Linked DNA regions of Mus musculus: regions 1 and 2 are each linked to region 3. A link is a contact called in public HiChIP or PLAC-seq and promoter capture Hi-C data. All regions are on one chromosome and are shown on one strand. Each heading gives the region's core, a stretch centred on a gene start, on an enhancer-like site or on the middle of the called end of the contact. The rest is flanking DNA. Distances are from core to core; before and after follow the strand shown.

The links. Promoter capture Hi-C pulls out the DNA fragments that hold promoters and counts their contacts. HiChIP or PLAC-seq counts read pairs in DNA pulled down with a chosen protein or histone mark.
Region 1: a promoter capture Hi-C map of neural stem cells shows a contact between it and region 3. The contact joins the promoter of Zfp105 here to the promoter of Ano10 in region 3. A contact is called at or near these places in 1 of 39 promoter capture datasets (neural stem cells) and 2 of 115 datasets of contacts at active chromatin or transcription factors (bone marrow-derived macrophages and embryonic stem cells).
Region 2: an H3K4me3 HiChIP or PLAC-seq map of bone marrow-derived macrophages shows a contact between it and region 3, with 3 times the contacts expected there. The contact joins the promoter of Sec22c here to the promoter of Ano10 in region 3. A contact is called at or near these places in 1 of 39 promoter capture datasets (pre-B cells), 2 of 115 datasets of contacts at active chromatin or transcription factors (bone marrow-derived macrophages and large pre-B cells) and 2 of 9 other capture datasets (adipose tissue and liver).

What each region holds. Positions count from the first base shown.
Region 1 is chr9:122,919,806-122,924,511 of GRCm38.p6, reverse strand. Zfp105 (zinc finger protein 105) reads right to left here and starts at 1,434. Exons shown (of 4, transcript NM_009544.2): 1 at 1,294-1,434.
Region 2 is chr9:121,702,773-121,707,691 of GRCm38.p6, reverse strand. Sec22c (SEC22 homolog C, vesicle trafficking protein) reads left to right here and starts at 2,663. Exons shown (of 7, transcript NM_001164562.1): 1 at 2,663-2,768.
Region 3 is chr9:122,292,925-122,297,190 of GRCm38.p6, reverse strand. It overlaps Ano10 (anoctamin 10), which reads left to right and starts at 2,768. Exons shown (of 13, transcript NM_133979.3): 1 at 2,768-2,887. Gm26797 (predicted gene, 26797) reads left to right here. Exons shown (of 5, transcript NR_168548.1): 4 at 749-823; 5 at 1,065-1,281.

The DNA of each region.
Region 1 (4,706 bases), core at 185-2,684, 630 kb before region 3:
CTCACTCTATAGACCAGGCTGGCCTTGAACTCAAGAGATCTGCCTGCCTCTGCCTCCCAAGTGCTGAGGTGTACTACTACTGCCCAGCTAGACGGATTTTTAAAAAGGGGATCTTAGAGAGATTCACTACCAAGGAGAAAAGAATGATTATTTCAGAGAGTATAACTACAAGTACTTTTGAGGTTCTTTTTGTCTGTTTCATTTTTGTAGTTCCCACATCTTCCAAATATTTGATAAGACTAAATTTTGGTTGTAAAACAAAATTACTCATGTTGACCTTGTTTATCCTTATTTTTAATTGTTGCACAAATACTCTATAATTGTCAATAAACACATAAAACTGACCTATACATACTTTCGCATAAACATATACATACACAAATTGGGTGATACCCTACCCAGTCCCCAGTGTGTGCACCTTCAGGCTGCACTTGCACAGGGTTCACCCTTCTGGACTGGTGGTTTTGCTTGTTTCTACCGTGCTGGGAATCCATACAAAGGCCTAATGTATACTAGACAAATGCTCTACCACTGAGCCACAACCAGTTCTTGACTCAATGAGTGTTTTACAAGTCTTGTCTTTCAATATACGCTAGCTACAGAACACACACACACACACACACAATTCTGACACACAATTCAAAAAGATTTTAAATTTACAATCTTTTCTTTAGCAAACGTGGGCTTTATTGCTTATTTTAGTAATAGTTTCCTGTACGAAGAATTCCTTTGACCAGCTGCATTACTCCTTTAGAAGGAACTGCGTGATCACTAGCTTAAGGGTTTATATTTATTGCCAAACGGCTTTCTAAAACAGCATCTAAAGCCAGGCACACGACTACTAATTAACGGGACTTCTTTATTTCAGATAAGCCGACAGGGGTTTTGTTTTATTTTAAATAAAGCCAAACAATCTATTTTAGCTGTATATAAGGAGTTTGAGGTTTGTGCTTCTATCCCTCTTTGGTTCTTTTACTAGAAACCGGTGCTAATGTTTACTAAATTGCCTTATTCTGCTGCTGCTTCAGGGTACTCATATTCATTTTCCAACATCATCTTCACTGTGCAAACTTAAATTCCTAAGTAATGCCACGCTTTTCACCACGGCCTCAAAGAGTAATTCTGGCGGGTTATTCTGGCAGGAGAGCCTCTGAGACTCGTCTCACCACGTGCCTGAGTCTCCTGGCCAGACTGTCGGGCCCCTGGCCCCAGCAGGCCCGAGACATCTGCACAGGCCGCCCTCCTCCATCCCGACCAGCAGGCTCGCCGCCCGGCCCGGACACCCCGAGCTACCTCCCGGCCCCGCGATGGTCGGTGGAGAACAGTCCCGCGCCCCTCGCCGCCCGCTGCGACCGGCTCGCCACGAAGGCCCAACCGGGCCGGTGCCGCTTCGCGGATGAGACTCCAGAGTCTCTCGGCAGCAACGGGGCTGAGAACAATGACCGGACAGGAAGTGCCTTGCGCCGGGCTTCCGGCTCCCCAGGCAGGCCGGCCTCTCTAGGAATCGACGGGGGTCGTACACCTCGGTGCCCAGGGCGGGCAGGGCTTTAGCCCGCCAGGCAGCGGCACTCTCCCAAGCCGAGCCCCTACCTACCAGAGCTGACGATCTTAGAAAATTCCCTCAGCATTTTTATCTTCAAAATATCAAATGGTACAGAAAGGTTGATGGATGGTACAGAGGATACCCCTATCCTTCATCTCGACAATATTTGCCTTAATTCTCATATATAATTAAGGTCAATTTTGGAAATTATAAACAGTAAAACTCTTTATTCCAAGTACACCACCATCATTGCCAATAAGAAAAATTAACAACTATTCATATTCAGATGTACTTAACTGTCTCAAAAGATTTCAAAACCGTTAGAAGTGGTGGTGCACACCAGCACACAGAGCCATACCATAATCTTGTGGATCTCTGTGCACTGGAGGTTGGCCTGATCTACATAGTGAGTTCCAGCTTAGCCAGGGCTACATAGAGAGACCGGGTCCTCAAAACAAAAATCAAACCTAACAATAACAAAACTCACAAACATTTCAGGCAGAGATGCCCCCCAAATGAGTTTCACAATACTCCAGTTACCGCTCTTTGGTTTTGTGTGTTTGAAATGATAAACCCAGAGGAAGGCAGCGCCCTTTACTCGGGTTCCTCATTGGGTAAATCTTAAATGATTACACAGTATCATGCCAAGGACTGGTGGCTCACATCTGTGATCCCAGCTCTCAAGAGGCTGGGGCTGGGGCACTAAGAGTTTGAGGCCATAAATGACATCACATAGTATAGGGGAGATCCAGACTCCAAACCCATGTCTTCTGAGCCTAAATCCAGTGCTCTTCACAGGTTGTTCTCAGGCAGCAGAACTGGATCACAACTCTGGATTACACTATTATATAGGTTTTCTGTAGCACCTACACCATGTTAAGAAAATGTATGATGTACATGTTTAGAAACAATGACCAGTTTTTAAATTAAAAAACTTATTTTGCTATCATTTACAACCTCACCATTACCCTTTATGAGACAAACTCAGTTTCTTCAGTCTTAAAGTGCTCCAGAGCCTCTTTCCAGAGTCACAATAAATGATTTGGTACAAACTATCTTTTAATTAGAATTGAGATTGTTTTTCTAGACTTTAGAAACCTAGGTGAAGTTTCTTCAACTTGTCTGTCAGAGCGGTCATGAGTTTTCCCTATTAAGACCTAGGGGGTCATATTCAACAGTTACTTCACTGTGATTGTGTGCTGTTTCACATATGACTGTATTTTTCTTTTTTACTGTTCTGGGTTCAAATCCAGTGTCTTAGTTAGGACATTTCTGCTGTGAACAGATATCATGACCAAGGCAACTCTTATAAGGACAACATTTAATTGGGGCTGACTTACAGGTTCAGAGGTTCAGTCCATTATCATTAAGGCAGGGACATGGCAGCATCCATGCAGGCATGGTACAGGAGGAGCTGAGAGTTCTACATCTTCTGAAGGCTGCTAACAGAATACTGGATTCCAGGCAGCTAGGATGAGGGTCTTATAACCCACACCCTCAGTGACACACCTATTCCAACAGGGCCACACCTTCTAATAGTGCCGGGCATATTCAGACCATCACACCCAGGATCTCGTGTATGCTGGTAAGCACTCTTATACTAATGCATATGCCTAGCCCTACCTAGATTTCCCGAATCTCTGTTTGGGACTCAATGGACTCATATTTGCAGCCCAAATAATTCTCCCACAGTATGAACTTTTGTTATTGATGAAGTCTTGAAGTCCATAAGAATTCCTTTGTGAACCCCACACACTCATGGTAATTTTCATCTGTGTGAACTTTCTGTTGTACAGTGATGTTTTATTTTTTGCCTAAAAACTTTATTACAATCATTACACCCATAGGATTTCTCCCCTGTGTGAATTCTATGCTGGCCAATTACATTTCTCTTGGAGGCAAAAGATTTGCTGCGTTTCTCACACTCATAAGGTTTTTCCTCAGTGTGTATTCTCTGCTGTACCACCAAATTCTCATTCTGGCTAAAATCTCTTTGACACTTTCCACATTTATAAGTTTATTTCCTCCAGTGTGAATTCGTTGATGGACCGACCATAAGATTTCTGCTAGGGGTAAGGATTTTTCTGCATATATGACATTCATAAGATTTTTTTTCCCCACACTGTGAATTCGTTGATGTTCAGTAAGGTTTCTGTGTGGGTAAAGCCTTTCCACACTCACTGCACTCACAGGCGTCTTACCACTGTGGATTGCTTTATGCTCAGTGAGGTTCCTGACTGAACTGAAAGCTCTCCTATACTCACTACATTCAAAGGGCTTTTCTCCAGTGTGGACTCTACAGTACGAGCAGGCTTGAATGATAACACCTTCCCACAGTCCTCACACTTGAATGCTTTCTCCTGGGTGTGGAGCTTGTGCTTGTGAGGGACCATGAAACTTTTGGTCATAATAAAGGCTTTCCCACACTCTCCATTTATATGGCTTCTCCCCGTGACGGAGTCTCTCATGGTCAGAAAGGTCTCTGTTGAGTCCACAGTCTTTGCGCTCATGGAGAGTCTCTCCAGTGTGGAAGCTTCCATGGAAAATGAGGCTCTTCTTCGGAATAAAAACTCTCCCACACTCCGTAGGACTTTTCTCCATTGTGGAGTCTCTGATGTCGCACAGATAAGCACTCTGGCTAAAGCTTCATCACACTGGGTGCATTTGTAAGGCTTCTCTCTGCTCTGCATTCTTATATGGTCAGTGAGGTTTGACTTGGAACTAAACATCTCCCTACTTTTTACAACCAAAGTTTTTCTCCTCTGTTTGGGCTCTGCTGTAAGAGGAGGGTTTTACTTAGAATGAAAACTTTTCCACATTCCTTACACTTGTAAGAGTCTCTGTACTGTGAAGTCGCTGATCTGAGCAAATGTTTTCCCACATTCAACACATTTATAGGCGTTGAGTCCTGCCTCCCTCACAAAGCTGAAGCCATTTTGCTCCATGCCCACCAGCTATTTCATACTGTTGTTGTAATATGCCTGCCAGTCTTTGATAACTTGACTCAGAGGAGGGTCATGCTGACCACACACCCTGTTATATGTCCTGTATGTTATGTGGCTTGTTAACCTTAAGAAATCCCACAACTATTAGCTTCATGTAGGACCCATCAAACTAAAGGTCAACGTAAACTGGTAGTCTAAAATAGTTTGAGTCAGGGCTG
Region 2 (4,919 bases), core at 1,414-3,913, 590 kb after region 3:
GCTTCGTCACATTAAAAAAGATCTTGTTCATTTATTTTGGTTTTAAGACAGTGTCTCTCAAACGATGACCTTGTGCTTCTGATTCTCCCATCTGTATCTTTTGAGTGCTGAGGCTCCAGATGTGGTTGCGGTGCTGGGGACAGAAGTCGGTCGACGCTTCACTCATGCATGCTCCACAAACACTCCCATGCATGCATGCTTCGAAAACATCCCCTCACTGGCACCACATGCCAGCCTGAAGTTCTTTATTTTTGCTTTATAAACATTGTGTTTAGATGTATTTTTGCTTTATAAACATTTTGTTTAGATGTATGTGGATGAATGTTTTGCCTGCATATGTGTATGTGCACCACGTGCCTGTCTGGTGCCTGTGGCTATCAGGGGAGGATGTCAAGTCATCTAGGACTTACAGATGTTTGTGAGCCACTGTGTGAGCATACACAGTAAAGCCCGGGTCCTCTGCAAGAGGAACAAGGTGATCTGAATTCCTGAGCCAATTCTCCAGTCCTCTTGGTTTTTGTTGTTGTTGTTGTTGTTTTAAAATAGGGTCTCTGTTCAAGCTTGCCTAGGATTCACTATTTCGCCCAGGGTAGCCGCAGATCCATGGCAAGGCTCCTCTACCAGCCTCCTGAACACTGGTGTGAATACTGGTGTGAATACTGATAACAGGTGTGAGGCACTACACTCCTGTCTTAGTTAGGGGTTTACTGCTGTGAACAGACACCATGGCAAAGGCAAGTCTTATAAAGGACAACATTTAATTGAGGTTGGCTTACCGGTTCAGAGGTTCAGTCCATTATCATCAAGGCCGGAACATGGCAGCATCCAGGCAGGCATGGTGCAGGAGGAGGTGAGAGTTTTACATTTTCGTCTGAAGGCTGTTAGCAGAATACTGGCTTCCAGGCAGCTAGGATGAGGATCTTAAAGCCCACACCCACAGGGCCACACCTTCTAATAGTGCCACTTCCTGGGTCGAGCATATACAAACCATCACAACTGCTAAATCTAGAGTTTTCTAGGTCTAATACCAAATATCCTCTATGTAGACAGAGCACACAGTGGACAGGGTGTTGGTCTCCTTCATGTTTTTCTCCTTTGTGAATGTTATGAACTAGCCTTGTTGGGACTTGTTACAGACAAGCCCTGACTTGGTGTGGGAGGGAACCATGGCATGACTTGAATACCAGAACACAATAATGCCCAAAGGCTATCTTAGGCTGTCACAAGTCTTCCTGTGTTCGTTTTGTAATTTGTCTGTGGTTACATAAGCCCTGCTTCCATTTCCACCCACCAGAGAAGTGTCGTTTAGAAGTCTTCACTCAGCTCAGGTCTCTCCATGTACCGTGTCTATCCAGCTGCTAGGTTGGCACCCACTGTAGGCTTCTCCGCAGAGATGGAATGGATAGGCTCTCTCTGACTATATGGTGGTTTATGAGGGGAACATGCTCATGTGGTGACAGAGGCTGAGAACCAGGGGAGCCAGTTCTGGGGTTCACTGACTTGCACTTGGCCTCAGAATCAGGGGAGCTGGGACTGGGGATGTGGCCCAGTGGGTAGTGCTCTTGTCTAGAAGGCAGGAAGCCCTGGGGTTGAGCTCCAGAGCCACACAACCTTGCTGTGGAAGCACACACACATCGGTAATCCCAGCGCCCAGCAAATGGAGTTTGTAGGATAGCCTTCAGAGTCAGCCTGCTACACAGTGAATTCAAGGTCAGCTTGGGATACACAAGACCCTGTCTCAAGGGATAAAAATGAAGTATCCGTGAAGCTGATGATGTAACATTAGTGAGAAGCTGAGGTCCTGAGAACCAGAGCCGGGACGTTCCAAGGAAAGCCTGGAGTTCTGATGTATGAAGAGGGTGACAGGCCTGACCCGGGGTTTTGTAGTTCAGTTATTCTATCAACAGAGATACATCCTCAGCCCCACAGAGTTCTGTGCACAAGCAAATGTCTCTGAAACACACAAACTCTCCCTTGCCCAATGGCCTGAGACTTGGAGAAGCTTTTCCTGAGCCCCAACTCCAAGACAACTGTTCCTGTAAATTCTCTTTGGAACCCATGCTTCTGTGAAGCATAACTCGTGTTTAAACACCAGAATTCCTGCCTGGTGCCCTACCCCCTTCTCTTGATTTGGTTTCTGTGTTCACACTTCCTGTGTACGCAGTGCGCGGCAAACAGCGGTGCTCAGCACTTGTCAAAACAGTAAGGGCCTAACTGTGCTACCCAATCTCCCTCCAGCCTCATAGCGAGGTGTGTGTGGCTCAGGGATCGGACTTTGGCACCTCCTCCAGGCTGGCAGAAGGCTGTGCTCTTCGGATCCTCTATCTCGGGCCTCTTGCCCAGCTGCGTAGCCTGCAAGAACCCACGCCCAGGGAGTGTCACTCCAGTCACACGGGGCCTAGACGCCTCTGGAGAACAGCCCTGTCCGCTCCAGGCCAGGCATCGTGGGGACGTCGGAGCCTCTTCTCACCGCTCGAGGTGAGACTCGCACGTGGGCCTGGGGACCTGCGGAAGAGACGCGGGCTGAGGGGAGCAAACCCGGGCCAGCCCTGGTAGATTCACTCAATTCCCGGGTCTGAACAACTGGACAGCAGAGACGCCCCACGATTGGTCTGTTTGGCGTCGCTTAGCAGCAGCGAATGGGAGCTCACGGTGTGCGCATGAGCACCACATCCTGCCTCCTACAGCCGGGCCGCGGGTAACCTGCACCCCGCCGGCCGCCGGGGTGGGCTGCGGTGGCCGAGGCGGAGGTCGGCCGCGGGGGCGAGGTGAGGTTAGCGGGCCAGGCGGGCGTGGAGAGGTGGGGTCGGGGTCTAGGCCACCGGGCTGCAGCCCGGGCCGGTGGGACTCCGCCGAGGCCCGGCCCCCTGCACGGTGCGTACCGGCTGGGATGCGCTGCCCGCTGTGCCTGCTGCCCGGGGCGGGGCCGGGGCGTGTCTCGGGAGGGCGGGGCGGTGGTTCCCTTTATGTAGACTGAACTCTAGTCCTGTCACTTGCTTCTTTTGAGAGCAAACTTTCCTTAGTCTGCTGGTCTAGCAGAACTTGGCTTCTTCAAGGCCTGGTCACCCCTACACCAACTTTCCTGGACTTGGATAAGCCGGGACAAAGAACCTGCAGAGCAGAGCGGGGGTCAAGCTTGCAAAAAGCCAAATCCAGGGAAGGAACTGAGTTACCTCTGATGAAAGGTGCCGTTACAGTTTGCGGTCTTGTGAAACGGAGCCCCATGTAACTCGAGTTTGGCCTTGAGCTTGGGATCCTCCTGCCTCCACTCCCCGCCCCGCAAGTTCTGGGATCACAGGTGTATGGCCTCCATGCCCAGCTCGGTTGGTGTAGCGGGTGACAAGATCAGAGAAACTAAAGCAACCCTCAGTGCAGAGCCAATGCTAGAGCAACGTGTCTGTAAAAGTCTACACAGAGAGTTTATTCAGGTAAAGAACTTGTCAGGGAAATGAGAACGGGGACAGCTTTGCATAGCCTGACACTGATATACAGGATTCATTCGCACCGCAGCTTTCTCAGGAAGACAGTTGTAGACAGGTCCCTAGAGATGCCTCGTAAATGTTTAGTGGACAACAGAGAGGACATCTTGAGGTCTCATAAAGAATTTCAGATCAAGGCTGGGGTGATGGTGCACATCTTTAATCCCAGCACTCAGGTGGCAGAGATAGAGGCAGTGCATAGCCAGACAAGACAACTGACTTTAGAGTATAATACACTAGGTAAGGAGAGGTGGTTTTATTTTATTTTAGAGAGGGTCTCACTCTGTAGTCCTGGCTGGTATGAAACTTACTGTGTAGGCCATGCTGGCCTGGGTCTGCCTGCCTCTTCTAAATCCTGGGATTAACGGTGTGTGCCTCTGAGCTTTAACTCCAGCAGTTTACTCACCACTTGGTTCTGTTTTAGGCAGGCTGTCCTGCAGCCTAAACTGCCCTTTAACATGCCACTCGCCTGGGGGTGACTTTGAACTCCTGACCTTCCTGCCTCCACCCCACCCCCCAAGTGCTGATATTATGAGCTTAAGCCACCACACTCTGCATTTCAAGGGGCACTTGTAGGGACCCTTCCTCTACCAGCAAGTCTCTGATTAGAGATTGTTTTTGTTTTTAAACATAGTCTCACTATAGCCCAAGTTCTCTGGTGCTGGGATTACAGGTTTGAGACCCACACTGCCTCTGGTTAGGTGTTGGCAGTTCTGCGGTGGAGAGGGCGTCTTTAGAGAGACAATAGCTGAGAACTCGGAGGTTTGGTTTTGAGGTCCACATACTGTGGAAAGAGTATGGAACTGGGAGACTGAAGTCTGCTTCTACCTCCTGATCCTTAGTTTTCCTCACCTGCGAAGTGGGTCCAAGGAAGCTCTGAGCACTTAGTAGCATTATCCATACGAAGGTCTTAGTCCCTCTGCATCCTTGGGAGATTGGGCTCAACCCATTGCATACAGTGGCTTCGTGTTTATAGAAATCTGTGCATATTCCCCGTGTGCCTCGGACAATATCTGCATTAATTAGAACATCTACATAGTGTGCTGTGTGTGTGGTTGCTGCATATTACATTGCTTAGGGAATCGTGGCAAGTCTGTACATACTCAGTACAGAAGCAGTTGTTTTGTTTTGTTTTAAAAATATTTTCCATCTGAGGTCGGCTGCATCTGCAGGTGCAGCACCCACAAATATTGAAGAAGGTAGGTGGAGTTCTTCTCAGCCCTTTGACTAAGATCAAGTACAGAGGGACGCCATGATATTCTTCGTATCCAGCTCAGCTATCTTCTGCTCTCAGCTCTTAGCGATGCCGTAGTTGGTCCCTGTCTCCTTCTGTATCTCATCCACGAGCAGCTTGGAGCCTAGAAGATCCCAAGCTGGAAATCAGGTCTCAAATCTTGTATCAGAGAGTGAATCCATCACGGGCTTACTGTCCCCTTAGCA
Region 3 (4,266 bases), core at 1,519-4,018:
TTCTGTCTCTGCCTCGCCTGTGCTGAGGTTACATACATGTGCTGCCTCCCCTGTGCTGAGGTTACATACATGTGCTGCCTCCCCTGTGCTGAGGTTACATACATGTGCTGCCTCCCCTGTGCTGAGGTTACATACATGTGCTGCTTCCCCTGTGCTGAGGTTACATACATGTGCTGCCTCCCCTGTGCTGAGGTTACATACATGTGCTGCCTCCCCTGTGCTGAGGTTACATACATGTGCTGCCTCCCCTGTGCTGAGGTTACATACATGTGCTGCTTCCCCTGTGCTGAGGTTACATACATGTGCTGCCTCCCCTGTGCTGAGGTTACATACATGTGCTGCCTCCCCTGTGCTGAGGTATCATACATGTGCTGCCTTGCCTGTGCTGAGGTTACAAGCAGGTGCTACACTCCCATCTTTTCCTGTGGTGAAGGGGATTAACTCAAGTCCTACCACAAACACCTCACCAGCTGAGGTCTTCTCAGCCCCTAAAACCTTCTTTAATTGGATAAATAGGTTCCATTTCTGATCAAACTGGAGGAAGCCCACTACGCCCTGTGTCTCACTCTTATTGTTAAAACATCTGACAAAATATACCAGCAATGAAGTAAATGGCAGCAGTGGACTGGACGGGGAACCCCAAAGTTGAAGAGAGATCAGTGCAGGGTAGTGAGCTTCCTCTTGGTTTTGTCGTTTTGTCTTTTTCCTTTCTCTCTGATACCTTTTTCCTTTTTCTCTTGATCTGAAGCCTGGCTGAAATGAGAGCTAACAATCAGAAATGATCAGGAAACAACTCCAACCACAGTGAGCAAGATAAAGCGAGGTGAAGTACCGACTGCTTTCCTGAGATTAGTTTATTCAGGAAGCTGGCGCCTAAGACAGGGAGAGAAAAACTGTCCTTTTAGAGCAGTGATTCTCAACCTTCTTAGTGCTGCAACCTTTTAACACAGCCCCTCTGCTCTGGTGACCCCAACCATGAAACTATTTTATTGCTACTTCATAACTGTGACTTTGCTACTGTTATGAACCATAATATAAATATCCATGTTTTCCAATGGTTTTAGGTGACCCCTGTGAAACGTCATTGGAGCCCTCCAAAGGGTCCACAACCCACAGGTTGAGGACCACTGTTCTAGAGGAAGCAACTGGAAAGAAGGACTCTTGGGAACATGAGAGCATGGAGCCTTGCAAAGGGGGTTGTTACATAGCAAAGAATAACTAAGACATGCCTGTCCTAGCCTGCTTCTTTGGTTGCTCCAATAAAATTTAGACCAGAACTAACGTGGGAAGGAAAGGGCTTATTTGACTTATAGTCCATCATTAAGGTAAGCCAGGTCAAGAGCTCAAGGCAGGGTCCTGGAGACAGAACTTGAAGCAAAGACTACAGAAGAATACTGCTGCTTACTGCCTGCTCTTTTAAACAGCCAGGTTCCACCCTCTTAGGATGGTACCACCCATAGTGTGCTGGGCCCTCCCACATCATCAAGAGAATGCTCCTCCCTACCCCCCCTCCCCCCCAACACACAAGCTCAAAGGCCAGTCTGATGGAGGCTGTTCCTTAATGTGATTTCCTCTCAGGCAACTATTGGTGTGTCAGGTTCACAAAAACTAAGTGGCATGGCACCATGACTCAGGCTCACATCTTGTACTTTGCTTTGAGATGGAGATTCACTACATTGCTCAGGCTGGTCTCTAGTTCCTCAGTTCAAGTGATCTTCCAGCCTCAGTCTGCTGAGTATCTGAGACTACAAAAGTGTGGGCCACCAACACAGCTTAACTAAATTTTGTTAATTCAGCTGTGATAAGATTACTCCCAAGAGGGCTGGGATAATCTCTTCCCTAGGATGCACAAGGCCCTGGGTTTAATCTCCAGTATAAAGACTATCTGAGCAAAAAGGATTTAATAGATATTCCATTAAAATGATTGTTTTTCAAAAAATTTCAAACATTTCCAATCAGATACCAAAGAATGAAGTTATATGCAAGGATGAATGTAAGTTCAGGGGCTGAGAAAATTGGAACTCTCCAACTGAAACCCACAAGTCTCCTGAGTCGTCAATTGACTCTAATTGTTAAAGTTCTGAAAGATTTGCCTTGGTTTTCAGAGAGAAGAGAGCTTCAGAATTCTGCTGAAAACCAGCCAAGAATTGCTCCTTAAGGCAGAGAGGGGGCTAGGAGGACAACCTCCAAACCGGAACACCCCCAGGGGTTGGGGTGAAGGCCTTGTCCCCTGGAGGAAGGCAAAAACTGGAAGGGTGTGGAGGGTGGAGGCTAGACGGTAGAGGGTAGAGGTGGGCAGGTGTCTGGATTCTGGTCTAAGAGATTAAGAAAAGGAAAGCGTAAGGAGCCTTATCCTTTCCCTTCCATTCCCTACCCAGCAAAGCCAAGACCCAGCCCGCACCCATACCACCACGAGGACCGCTAGCGAGGCCCCACCCCTCCGGATGAGGCTCCCTTTCTGCCGTGAGTGACAGCAACCCAAGCCCCACCCCACTCGCCACAGCCCCGCCTTTAACATGTCTCTCTACAACGACAGCTGATGAGGCCACGCCCATGCAGCACCACCACATCCCACCAAAATGAGAACCTTCATGGCCCCGCCCCTTCCGTCGCGGCCCCACCCCTCTCCCGAGGGTCAGCCAGTGAAGCTTCACTCTGACACCTCCGCCCCCCTTCCTCGGGACTTACAACTGTTAAGGCACCGCCCCTTTCACGGTGATCCCGCCCCCCACGCCGAGTGACAGCCGGAAGGCCCCGCCCCTCCCGGTCGTTGACGCCTCCTGTCGGCCAAGGCGCCACGCCCCGGTCGTGTATCCAGTCCGCCTTAGCGCCGCGGGCCTGGTTCTCCCCGCTCCCGCGGTCCCCGAGGACGCCGCGTGGGCGGCCGGTGAGTGGGGAGGGGCGCAGTCCGTGTGGTGGGCCCGCTGGGGATGCTCCCCCCCCGCGACAGGGAAAGAGCCACGGAAGCACTGGTCAGGGCTGGAGATCCGCAAGGGTGTGAAAGCCGGCGGAGGCAGGGGGATGTCGGCCGGCTCTGGATTTGCGTCAGGCCTGGAGCAGGGCCGTCTCTGACTGACCATGGGATCCCGGGGTGTCGGGCTGCTCTGATTGACACTTCGGGGAAGGTGCCCGGTAGCCTTGATTGTGTCACACCTCGCGGTCTCTCTAGGGTTGTGAACAGATCCGGTCTGAGGTTTCTGACCGGGCCCATTGTGCGCTTTCCGTGATAGGTGTCGCATGACTCCAGTGAAGGGTGCAGAGCCCTGTCCCTACCCGAAACCCTGTTTGTTCTTTCCCATAGCTGAGGCGGTGCGTAGACGGTCTGACTGAAGTCTCTTCAAGTTTGTTCCCACTCCACAGTTGAATCGCAATCCCTTAAACCCTGATGTTGTAATCGAATCCCGGCAGTTTTAAAAGTTTCAGGTGCACTGTGAGTGGCCTGGTTTCCATTTAAAGTCACAGTAACCTTAGAGGACTAGATATTTCTAAGGACTCTTTCTGTCTTTAAACAATTTTAAATGCAACCGTGCATCCCTTAACCAGGGTAAACTGGGAGGGAGATGCTTGCTGTTTACCTGGCATGAACGTCCGAGGGCACTCACACAGACAAAGAGGCTGTGACTTTACTAGGCATATAGTTTTGTTTTCTGGGGTTTTTTTGTTTTGGTTTGCTTTGGTTTGGTTTTTGGTTTTTAAAAATTTTTGTCTGTGCGTTCGTGTTATTGTGAGTGCAGGCAAACGGATACACACAGGCTTGTACAGGACAGAGGACACAGGTGTGGGCCCTTGCCTCCCACCGTGTTTGAGATAGGATGTCTTTGTGTCTTTTCATTTTTGCTGCTGTGCTGCCTGTTCCAGGCCATTCAGCCCTATGGCTTCTTAGGGTTTTACTGTCTCTGTCTCCCATATCACCTGGAGTTGGGATTACAGAAGCACTCTACTGCGTGCTGGAGTCCAAATTTAGGTCCTCTTGATGAGAAATGAGAGATGCAGAATATCAGACAGGCATAGACAAGGCCTGGTAAACTGTAACGAGTGTGCATTTGGATAGACTGTAGTGTGGTTGCGTGTGCGTGTGTGTATGAGTGTGTAAAGAGGAAAACTAGAAAGGTTGGAACACAGAAAAGAGGATAAAGTTGAGAATATAAATGCCCTGTAGGAATGCTCAGAACCCTATGACCTCTAGTAGCATTTTGTTTTTCTTCCTAATTTGTATATTTAAAAGTGTTTTTTTTTTTTTTTACATATTATTGTATGTGTGCATGT